Regions from separate parts of the Zea mays genome. Here region 2 is linked to region 1. The links are chromatin contacts, called in public Hi-C maps. All regions are on one chromosome and are shown on one strand. The core of a region is the stretch at or near the end of the contact, and the rest is flanking DNA. Distances in the headings are between cores, read along the strand shown. Region 1 has its middle 44 kb from the start of LOC100501158. Region 2 has its middle 32 kb from the start of LOC103635061.

The links. Hi-C and Micro-C count contacts between places; a contact is called where the count stands out from the background.
Region 2: a contact with region 1 is called in a Hi-C map of ear, with 5 times the contacts expected there. The contact joins two enhancer-like sites. A contact is called at or near these places in 2 of 25 Hi-C or Micro-C datasets (ear and tassel).

Annotation. Positions count from the first base shown.
Region 1 is chr8:34,999,817-35,005,529 of Zm-B73-REFERENCE-NAM-5.0, reverse strand. No RefSeq gene overlaps it. Among protein-coding and RNA genes, the nearest start is that of LOC100501158, 44 kb to the right of the region's middle. Within about 2 kb of position 2,444, at least 18 of the 20 cell types and tissues checked have an H3K27ac peak or open chromatin away from gene starts, as enhancers often do. A contact at or near this core is called in ear, where this site is marked.
Region 2 is chr8:35,380,889-35,386,859 of Zm-B73-REFERENCE-NAM-5.0, reverse strand. No RefSeq gene overlaps it. Among protein-coding and RNA genes, the nearest start is that of LOC103635061, 32 kb to the left of the region's middle. Within about 2 kb of position 3,264, at least 12 of the 20 cell types and tissues checked have an H3K27ac peak or open chromatin away from gene starts, as enhancers often do. A contact at or near this core is called in ear, where this site is marked.

The sequences.
Region 1 (5,713 bases), core at 1,195-3,694:
CAGATCGGTTCTCAACCATTTTGTAGTCATACAGCTGCTCCATGAGATACAGCTCGCTACCAGCGTCAGTTACTCCAAACTTTCCGACAAGTGCATCCCACAGCTCTTTCCCTGTGGGAAGGATGATATAGCTTTTCTGGAATTTAGTATCCAGTGCGCTAATTACTGCTCCTCGAAAGAGGTTGTCTTCAGCCTTAAACTTAGCCTCATCCTCAGGAGGTAAGTTTGCAGGCTTGCCCTCAGCGGCATGAAAACAAGACATTGCAGTTAGCCACAATTCCATTTTAGCTTTCCATATCAAGAAGTTTTTACCATCAAAAGGATCAGGCTTTAGCACAGCAGCAAAACCTCTGACAGAAAAATGCCTAACATTAGGTTTTTGGAATGTTAGAATTATAGGCATTTTCCGTACCATTTTAATTCCATAAATTAACATTATGGTGATGACATATAATAGATAATCAAACATAGATAACATGATCTCAAAAATATCCATAACAATATGGATCATGAGAACACAAAGCATATGAAGCATGTAAATCATATAAATAAAATAAGTATATAAACATGATTCATGGATTATTGCGGAACAACTGGAAATAAACAGATAATAATATAAACAGGATGACTTATAATACGATAGGACAAAACTACATACGACATATATAATATGCAGAATATAAAACTGTAATGAACTGAATTGATCATACCCTCCCATGCGCTCCGAGGATCCTGATCCTTGTCCAACTTCTTTTGTCATCCGATCGAGATGAAGACAGCAAGAACAACAGACGTTGGGCAGTCGCGTAGACGCTCCCCAAAAACCTAATTGCCGATCCCCCGTGCAAGGTCTCGAACGGCACCGGCTTCGGAGGCACCTGCCCTCTCGCTTCTCTGTGCGCGCAGAGTCACGAGATGGAAATACCCTCACTCGGCGGCTGGATTGTGAGACTGAAAGTGTTTCTCGCGTGTACCGAGTGACAGGGGTGCTCCTCTATTTAACCTCTCGCAGAGGGAAGCTGAAGGAGAAAGGTCGCCGAGTCACGCCAAGAGTCGGCCAGCTCTAGCCGAGTTATGCCATGAGTCGGCCAGCTCTCGCCGAGTCACGCCATAAGTCGGCAGCTGAAGGAGAAGGGTCACTCGGCTCGGCTGACATACGCGGTTAGTGAGTGCTAAAAATTAACACAACCACGCCCGCCCGCCCGCTCGCCTGCCTGCCTGCCACGCCACGCCACGCCACGCCACGCCACGCCCGGCCCGGCCGGCGGCGGCGGCGGCGGCGCGCGCGCGCGTGTGTGGCACGCCTTTGTCCATTTCTTGACTTCTCAAGTTAAGTGGAATAAATCCCACCATATAAGTCAAGGCAAAGGACCCTTGGACTTCCAATGTGGTACTATTGGTATTCTCCACCATTACTCACCATAGAGTTTATTCAATAAATGGGCCAAGCCCATAAAAGATCCAACAATAAATACCTGACCAACTAAAAGAAACCGCTTTAAGCTTAACCCCACATACAACTAGTCCACTTTAGCTAAACGGGACATTTGCTGAGTACGTTGATGTGTACTCACCCTTGCTTTAAAACACCAAACCCTAGGTTTTCCCCATTGCATCCCGTGCTCAAGAGAAGATGAAGGCAACATGGAGGACTTCCAGGAGTTTTAGGACTTCGACGAGTTCTAATTTAGATTAGTAGCAAAGCCTCAGTCAGATGCCTGTAAAGGTCTTATCTTACTATGTTTCGTATTCACACTTTGATTATGACTTAACTTAATGACTCTATGGATATCTTGGATATCGTGATGAAATAAAGTACTTATTTCCACTATTATTTTGAGCAATGTGTGATGATGTCGAATTATGTAATTGCTGTGTACGTGAATTTCTGATCCTGACACATACATGGTTCGCATTCGATTTGCCTTCTAAAACCGGATGTGACAGTAGCGCGGCGTGCTTCGACCATGGGCAGAAGCGACTCCGCTGTGCCCAACAACCTCCAGCGAGAAAGTCCCCGGATCTAGATGACTTGATGTCGGAGGATTTGCCCGAACGAGATCCTCTACTGTCGGTGGACCTCCCCGACCACAATTTGGCTACCGAGCAGTCGTGTACGCAAGGCAAGGGCGCAGTGGCACGTCTAGCTCTCGGCGAGGTGGTGTGGCTCGGCCACGGCACCACTTTGCCATCTCTGACGAACAAGGGGTTCCAACCGTGGCGCGTGCATCATATACACCCGGTCCTAGGGCATCATGACTACCAGCTGGTGGCAGTTGTTCCATGGCCAGGAAAAAAGGTGAGGCAGTTGCAATCGACTCTGTTGTTTCGGTCTTGGGAAGATCTACAAGGATTACTAACAGCCGAGCCCACGCTACAGAGGCCCAAGCACCGCAGCAGTGCGCGGTGGCTCATCCTGGTGCACGGGCCCGCGTCGTAGTGACACAACAAGGGAGGCACTCGCGTGGAGGGCGGCTAACATGCGGGTCCTGCCTGTCGATGCATATGCTAGCTAGGCCGATTGCCTCATGGGCCGGCCGAAGGGGGAAGACGGCCCAATGCGTTGCTTCACCTTTTTTCTTTTTTCATTTCTATTTTGGATTTCTATTGCATTTCAGTTTTCAGTTTAAATTTAAAATTTCTCTTATTTTAAAATCTGAGTTGGAGTTTCAAACTACATTCAAATGCATAAAAAAAACTCCACAATGATGCATAATTTTGAATATTTCCTTTAGTATTTATTTTAACAAACAGAAACATGTTCGATTGATAAAACACATAATCAACATAGCACTAAAATTATCTCTTGAATGTCTCAGGTAGTGAGAATCCCATGTTAGGGTTTACAAATTCTATCCCCCTTAAAAGTAATCTCAACCTTGAGATTACGACGAACTAGGAAAAGGTGAGGAAATTTGGCTTGCAATTCATCTTGTCTCTCCGAGCTAGCTTCATCCTCTGTGTGATGGCTCCATTGCACTTTACACATCTTGACCACTTTATTTCTGGTAACTCGGGTCAGGGTATTGATGATCTTGGTAGGATACTCTGTATAGGTCAGATCACCCTGCACACTGAGTTCTTCCATCGGCAACTGTTCTTCCGGGACTCTTAGGCATTTCTTCAACTAGGATACATTAAACACATTATGCACATCTGCCAGGTGATTTGGTAATTCCAGTTGATAGGCTACTTCTGCAACTCGCTTTAGGATTTGAAGGGTCCAATGAAGCGAGGGGACAACTTCCCTTTGACTTTAAATCTTCTCATACCCCGAATTGGTGACACCTTCAGGTACATGTGATCACCTTCCTCAAACTCTAGTTGTCTTCTTCGGGTGTCCGCATAACTTTTCTGCCTTGACTGTGCAGTTCTCAGGTTCTCCCTTATCATTCGAACTTGTTCCTCTGCTTCTTGGATAATCTCCGGTCCAAAGAACCATCTTTCACCAGTCTAATCCTAATACAGTGGGAGTTCTACACTTCCTCTCATATAATACCTCGAACGGGGACATCTTCAAATTGGTCTGATAACTATTATTATAGGAGAACTTTGCGTAGGGTAAACTTTTGTCCCAACTGCCACCATGCTTAAGAGCACAAGCTCTCAACATATCCTCTAGAACCTGATTTGTTCTCTTGGTCTGCCCATTTGTTTGGGGAATAACAGGCACTATTATTCGGTTTTCTCGAGTACAACAGAAGTTTAGATCCCCAAAAGGGGGTAAAAAGAACCAACATGCGTAAATATGAAAAGAAACTGATGGATGAGGACTTACTCTTCCTTCGCAATGGGATACATGTAACACCTGAGTCTGTGTTCATAAGGGCGGCTCTGACTAGGCTGGGCCTCGGATAGTACCAGAACCGTGTTTGTGGAGGCCAACCTTACTGGACTAGGATATGGACAAATGTAACCCTGTTATGAGGGAAGAGTCTGTTCTCATGCTACTTTCAGAGCATAAGGTTTGGGGCCGACCTAAACCGTCTGAGCTCCATTGTGCGTCTGGCTCGAGGGGTAAGCAGCGCCTGGTGGAGGCTGTCGGTGTTGGGGGCCTTCTTCTTCCGAAGGTCCTCAAAAACACGGCTGACTACTTGTTTTTTATATATTATTAAGTGTTACTGGAGCTTCAGTACAAGAAAAGCTTTGATTTTGATCAATGGAAGTGCGACGAAGCAAGCTTCGTTACGATGTCGCGGGAAGGTGACGTAGGAAGAAGGTGTTGATTGAAACTGCTAGGTGCAAATGACAAAATTGTCCCTATGACATTTGTAAACCTTGTATGCAATCTTCAAGGAAATGAATGTAATATCATACGAAGTTGTACGATTGCCTATAAATAGATGAATAGTACCCCAACACTGTTGACGTTGGATGGTAACTGCATTCACGCCTATACCTTCAAGCAAGCCGAAGGTATCAATGCAATGTGTATCTTGATATTGTTTGTACATTCAATACAAAATAAAATGAATAAATGACATGATATTTGTGAATGATGAAAACATGTTCTTCATGACCTTCATTCGAGATTCGTTATACCCGAAGGGGAATAATGCTTCGAGGGACCAAGGTCTTCAATGTTTAACAAATGTGTTGCCTTGTTCTTGGTTCACAGCTATCGAAAACAAAGTGACCAAAATTGGCGCCCACCTCCGGTGAACTCAAACGATAATCTTCGTCAAGAGAACTCGAACGACCACCTTCGTCATGCCACCGAAGAAGACAGCGGCGCCATGGGCTGCCCTTGCTCCTCTAGGCACCAATCAAGATGGGCTCCTTCTAAGGGAGGCCCAAAGACAGAATAGGAAAGTTGTTAGCCCAACACCACATGACGAAGAGTTGGATCAAGAGATCAGGGACCTAGAAGCTATTCATCAACAAGTGGAGAGAAGAAGGGAGAAGATGCTTTGGCTGGCTGAGCTCTAGAAAAAGATTGATGAAGCAGCCGAAGATATGCGACACATCACACAAGACAATGAACAAGGGCATAAGCCACAACAAAGAGAGCTTCGTAAAGAAAGCCATAGCCATGATAGCATATGGTATGATGACTTTCATCATGATAGCATTGTTTTTTATGATACTTCCCCCTAGCTACAGAATTGCAGGCTACCCCATGGCCACCTTCATACAAACCACCCCAGCTTCCCATATATGATGTGCACTCGGACCCGAAGCAGTTTCTCATGAGCTACGAAACAACCATATCATCATATGGTGGCAACAATGTTGTCATGACAAAATCCTTCGTCATGGCAGTCAGAAGTGTTGCTCAAACCTGATATTTTCTCTTAGGCTAAGAACAATCACATCATGGAAGAAGTTCAAGGATATGTTAGTCATCAGCTTTCAGGGGTTTTAGACAAAGTTGGTGACTGCTCAAGACTTATTTCAGTGCACACAAGACCATGAGGAGTATCTGCAGGCATACGTCCGAAGGTTTCTGTGTCTCAGAGCTCAGGCACCAACGGTGCCAAATAAGATTGTCATTGAAGCCATGATCAAGGGGCTTTGTCCAGGACCAACAACACAGTATTTTGCCAGAAAGCCCCCACAAACCTTGGAGAAGCTTCTCCAGAAGATGGATGAGTACATCAGAGCCGACAACGATTTCCGAGAAAGAAGGGAGCAAGCTTATAGATATTCTGAGATGACCAGGGGCTTCGGAGGAAGGCTCCACCCAAGGCATCTTAGAACAATACACAATCCC
Region 2 (5,971 bases), core at 2,015-4,514, 380 kb before region 1:
TGCAATGGTAGAAAACCGTCGCTCTCTATATCCTAAACCCTATAAACTTTTTTATCGTCCTCCACACGTAATCTTCACAGTACTCAGATTCTTTTCACAGCTAAATTCTCCCTACAACCACATTCTTAGAAAACCTCCTAAAAACTGAATCAAATAGGGCTATATAAGACAGCGCCCGCCATTACACGAATCAGGCTAAGATTATAATTCCAAACAAACAATTCCTTAATATTAAATCAGCGGCTGGCAGCTATACATTAATTTGTCGCTGTCTTGGATTCGTACGTGGTCATCTCAGACCTAGCTAGCGAACCTGATGAAGCAAGGCTAGGCATTGGTGCTCGGCGTCCGTCGGTCCCGGCGACACTTTATGTTATCAACAAAGTATAATTAGCATCATTATTCATAAGCATGTGCGCTACGGTACCGCTAGTTGTACTCATTAATAAAGAGTTCAAGCTTCCATGCACATGCACGTCAGGATTTGCATGCTTTAAAGTGCCGCCGCTACCTAAGCTCTCTCTCTCTCTACGTAGGAGAGGTACTGTTAGCTGAGTTGATCCTGCACTCCGTTACACATCGCATCTGACATGACATGCTGCCAAAAGAATAAATGACAATGACGACCGGAGCATCAAAGATCGTTGTTGCATGCTACCACAGTACCACTTGTTTAACCAGAAGAAACGGCTCACTACGCGCTTGCATTGCACGGTATAGTGGTACTGCTATTTTTTTGATCGAATTGTACTGTAGGGGGCTCCTCAATAGTATTTTTATTTTAGAATGTGAAGGGGTATGTACAATTTTACAAAGGTGACGTATTACAACGTTTGCAGCCAGTGTTTGACAGTTCTCATTCTATAAGATACGAGTAATAGATCTTTGACGAACATATTACGTACTGCAGGTGGAGACTGTTGGCGCCTTGTTCTCAAATATCCATCCATTCCTGCTCTTCGAGATAGATGCACCATGTCATCGTCACTATGGTCTCCATCGACCAAGGTTTTGCCAATTGTGCTCTGATTCTTTCCACAACAGTATGCAAGTCTAAAGTTCTGGGCGACAAGACCCCAACCATCTGCCAGCATTGTTTGGTGAATCCACATCTGAAGAACATGTGGGATACAATTTTCTCCTTTTGTCGAATGCAGTTTTCACATACATATGGGTCAATTTGCATCCTTCTTCTCCTGAGCAGGTTGCAGGTATTAAGTCTGTCGTGAAGCAGCAACCAGAAGAACAACTTTTGCTTGGGTTGACACTTGGAGGGCCAAAGCCCGATGAAAGAGCGAGGGGCTGGAGGTGATACATGGATGATCTTGTACGCTTTTTGTGATGAGTATTGTGCTGACCCCCAGTATGCCCATTTGCCACATAATGCCGACGGAGGTATCCTGCTGAGTTTAGTCTCAACCATTTGAAGTTGCGAGAAGACCTCTGCTGACAGGGGTAGCTGAAAAAGTTCATGCACAAAGTCTTGTGTTTTTGTAGTCGCTTTGGTGATCTCTTTGTTCATGGAGTATGAGAAAAGTTCTAGATAAGTTAAGGAGTTTTCCTTGTTATTCCATAGGTCTGACCATAGTTGCACTGAGCGCCCATCTACAATAGTAACTCTGGCGACTTTTTTGAATGTCTCTAGCGTCTTTAGTATGTCCCTCCACCAAAACGATCCAATTTTCCTACTCGAGGGGACCCTTCCATCTTTATAATGATTATTCCAAACCATGTGTACCCAGGGCAGTTTATGTCTATTTAGAAGAATTTTATGAAGAGATTTCATCAGTAGGGCCTCATTGTGCTAGTGAGGTTAAGGACTCCCAGCCCACATTGAGTTCTAGGTTTACACGCTAATTGCTAGGCTGCTTGCGGTGGCCTTTTTGCGTTGATGTCTGATCCCCTCCAAAGGCAATGTTTTATGTACTTGTCAATGTGCTTGATCACTGATTGGGGTAGTTTTAGCATGCAGAGAAAGTATGTTGAGAGAGCCGAGAATACCACATTAACCATCTGTAGTCTACCTGCTTGTGATAGAAGTGTGGATGTTGTAGATAAACTTTCTCAATCTTCTGAATCAAGGAAAAAAAGGAATCCAACTTTGGTCTGGTTGTCCCGATCGGTATCCCTAAATATGTGAAAGGGAAATTCCCAATACTGCAATTGAAAGTCTTTGCAAGGATGTTCATCTTGTCGTCAGACACATTGATGGGGTAGATATTGGACTTATGATAATTGACATGAAGGCCTGTTGAATCAGCAAAGAAGTTGAGAACTGCCTTGAGGAAGAACAGTTGCTTAGGACAAACTTCCATGACTAGAATTGTGTCATCTGCATATTGTATGACGGGGAAATTCTGATCACCCATATGGGTCAGAGGTAGTTTGAGAAGTCCAAGATTTTTGGCTTTATTGACGATAGCATGTAGGAGGTCCGCAGCTAGGACAAACAACAGCGGAGAAAGGGGGTCGCCTTGTCTGACCCCCTTCTACAATGGAAACTTTTCTTGGGGACTCCATTTAGCAGCACTGAGGATGTCCCTGAGTTCATAATCATTTCCGTCCACATTAGCCATCTGGGCCCAAACCCTTTATGTTTCCAGATGTCGATAATAACATTGTGTTCCAATTTGTCAAATGTCTTTTCGAAGTCAAGCTTTAGGATAACCGGCTCTTTCTTTGATTGCTTGCATAGGTGTACATATTCAAAGGACTAGGTCAGGCAGTCTTGTTTGGTGTGTTCCTTAATAAAACCATATTGGTTGTCATGAATGAGCTTGGTAATCACTCCCTGCAATCTGTTGGCTAATAGCTTTGTCATCAGTTTGACACAAGAGTTTAGAAGCGATATTGGGCGGTATTCATTAACTGTGATGGGGGAGGAGTTCTTTGGTACCAGGATTATATGTGATCCAATAGGTGCCCTCATGAAAACCATTACAAAGCTCATAGAAGTCTAGGGAGATAGTAGACCAACATTTTTTTATATGTGATCCATTTATTATTTTTGTAATGTTAGAAATTAGACCTGTGCGTTAGGATAGGATTGGTGTAGCCCATAGCTGCAATTGTATAGATGTTTTAGGATGCTGAACAGAAATGCGTCGTTTGTAAGATAAAACTATATATTCTACCTTAATTAATAACAATGACCTAAACCTTTTGTGTATTTAAGGAAAAAAACAGTGAGTTCGCTGGCCCTGTACAACAACCTTGGAGGTGATACCTGGGCCTATGGAAAGCTGTCGGTGGCCTGCTGCATTGACCCAAACAAATGGTCTTCATAGGCTGATATGATCGAGCTGCTGCTGTGTGAGTTGGGCCGTGTGAGTCATCTTCCTCCTTTTTGGTCCGAATGAACGCTGGCGTTTCACTTTCGTAGAGATTATTGGCGAGATCATTCGTGACTTGTGAGCGTTCATGTCCTAGCAGTGAGTGTGTAGCAGGTCTGCACCCAAGCTGAACACAAAAGGCAGGGACGAAGAGGGGCTGGGCTGCAGTCTGCACTCACCACTCCACTGAATCTCTCTATAGTCTATACCAGTGACACAGTAGTGTACTGGTGAGGGGTTGTCACGTGCCCAATCAAAGCATGGTGGTTTATGGATCATTAGTTAAGCCAGTGGCGAAGCTCTATAAAATTAACACTCCGGACCACTCTATAAAATTTAAAGGTTAATTTAAACAACCCCTAATATATTGTGTGGCTAAATATATCGCTAAAACAAAATATACCATAAACATAGACTAAGATAGTATTTACTTCAATTCAGCATCTAAAAATATAATAAACTTGATAAAAAATATAAAGGTACCTAATTAGAGACGATTTGGTCCTTCCCCGCATCTAATAACTTCATCAACATTAGCAAGTAAATTTGAACCTACAGATTGCAAGTTAAATATTTGTATAAAATGAGAGATACAACATGACAATATAACTAATGAATGCAAAAATGTATAAGTGAGCACAAAAATATACCACTTGAACTTTGTGGAGGTAGCTTTTTCATACAACTCTTCAATTCTTAAAAATGGTATAAAATATCATCACTTTGAATACTTGTGAAGATATCTCTTTCTATATAGCATACCATTTTATGATTCAACCAATCATTTCCCATCAAATTTCTCAATTCTGTTTTGATGATTTCCATAGCTGAGAAGGCTCTTTCAACCGTGGCAGTTGCAACAAGCAAAATTAAGGCTAATTCAATGAGACGATAAACCAATGCAAAAACTAGGTGTCTCTCAGTTTGCACCATCTTAATAGCCAGATTACCAAGGTCTTCACAATTTGCAAAATCAGAATTACCCCTCACATCAACAATAAATATATCGAGTTGGTCTCTAAGGATCAAGAGGTCATATTGAGAGAAGTCTGCTGAATAAATCTTAGCCAATTCTATCAGCTGAGCTTTGTCATAGTTGGCAAATGAATTTATTGGATCTAGACAAGAAATGCATCTTAATAATCGAGTAGATCTTTCAGTGAAGCGATTGTTTAATTCCACAATAACTTGATCATACATAACAATAAAGATCTCATTTTTGAAATGATGATAGTAAGTCACTAACTGACCTCCATGTCCCCTTGAGCGACCTCGGACAGTAATTGTATCATCCATCTTTGGTACAATAATGTTATGTTGGTTATAAAAGGTCTTTACCTCCTCAAACAATTCCTCCCATCCATTATCATGTACTTCACTAATATTCCGCAATGTGGCTCCAATCAATCCAACGACAAGGACAATATTCTGATTTTTTCTTTGCAAACATCGTGACAAATCATTAGTCTTGCCTAATAACCTCATCATGAGATGCAGAATAAGCACAAATTCAAAGATCTCCATTTGTTTCAACAAACATAAGTCATATATTTCTTATCCCCACTAGAGCCATCATCAGCAACAATCTCTAGTACCTCTAGAGTAGCATCCCACATGAGAATAATACGACATATAGTTTTATGATGTGAACCCCATCGAGTATCCCCAGGTTGTGCTAGGTTGGTTTCTTGATTTTTCCCTCTACCTAAAAAATTTTCCCCCCTTTCCAACATGCTCACAAGTTTCTCATGGTGTTGTTGAGCTAATTGACCCCTTCTCTTACAAGAAGCATTAACACTATTCACAATCAAGTTGCACGTTTGGAAGAAATCAAATACAGAAGCGCAACACTTAGCAACTAAAACAACCACTAATTGCAATTGGTGTGCAAAGCAATGTATGTAAAAAGCATATGGATTCTCATCTAATATTCTTCTTTGCAACCCATGAAATTCACCCCTCATGTTTGATGCCCCATTATAACCTTGTCCTCGTAATCTATCCATTGACAACCCATAGAAAGAAAACATACCATCCAAAGAAATTTTTAGAGTGGATGATGTAGTGTCGGGTACCTCTTGTAACCCAAGAAATCTCTTAATCACTTTGTCTCGTTCGTTGACATACCTAAAGAAAAGAATAGATGCATGGTTAAAAATTTGACATTGGCAAAAAATAGCAACCATTCAATCATAGACTAACCTCAAAACAACCGCCATTTGCTCCTTGATAGAAGCATCTCGAGCCTCATCAACCAGAATGGAAAAGTTTCTATTCCCAATATCTGAAATAATAGCTTTGGTGTTCTACTCTGCACAAGCTCTACAAATGTCTTTTTGGATATCAGATGAAGTCATCTGATTAGTACGAAGCAAATTTGCTACATTTTTATCCTTGTCTTTGTACCACTGTAGCAACTCTAAAAAGTTTCCCTTATTGCTTGAGGTAGAGGATTCATCATGTCCATGAAAAGCAAGTGCTTGCAATAAAAGGAATCTTACAAGTCCCAATATAAAAAGCAAACGACCTTTATATTCCTCTTCCGTGTTTTTACCCCCTCGATTCATCACATGAGACACACTTTGCCTCTGATTTTTGTAGTCCTCATAGGACCTTCTAGACTTATTGTGATCTATACC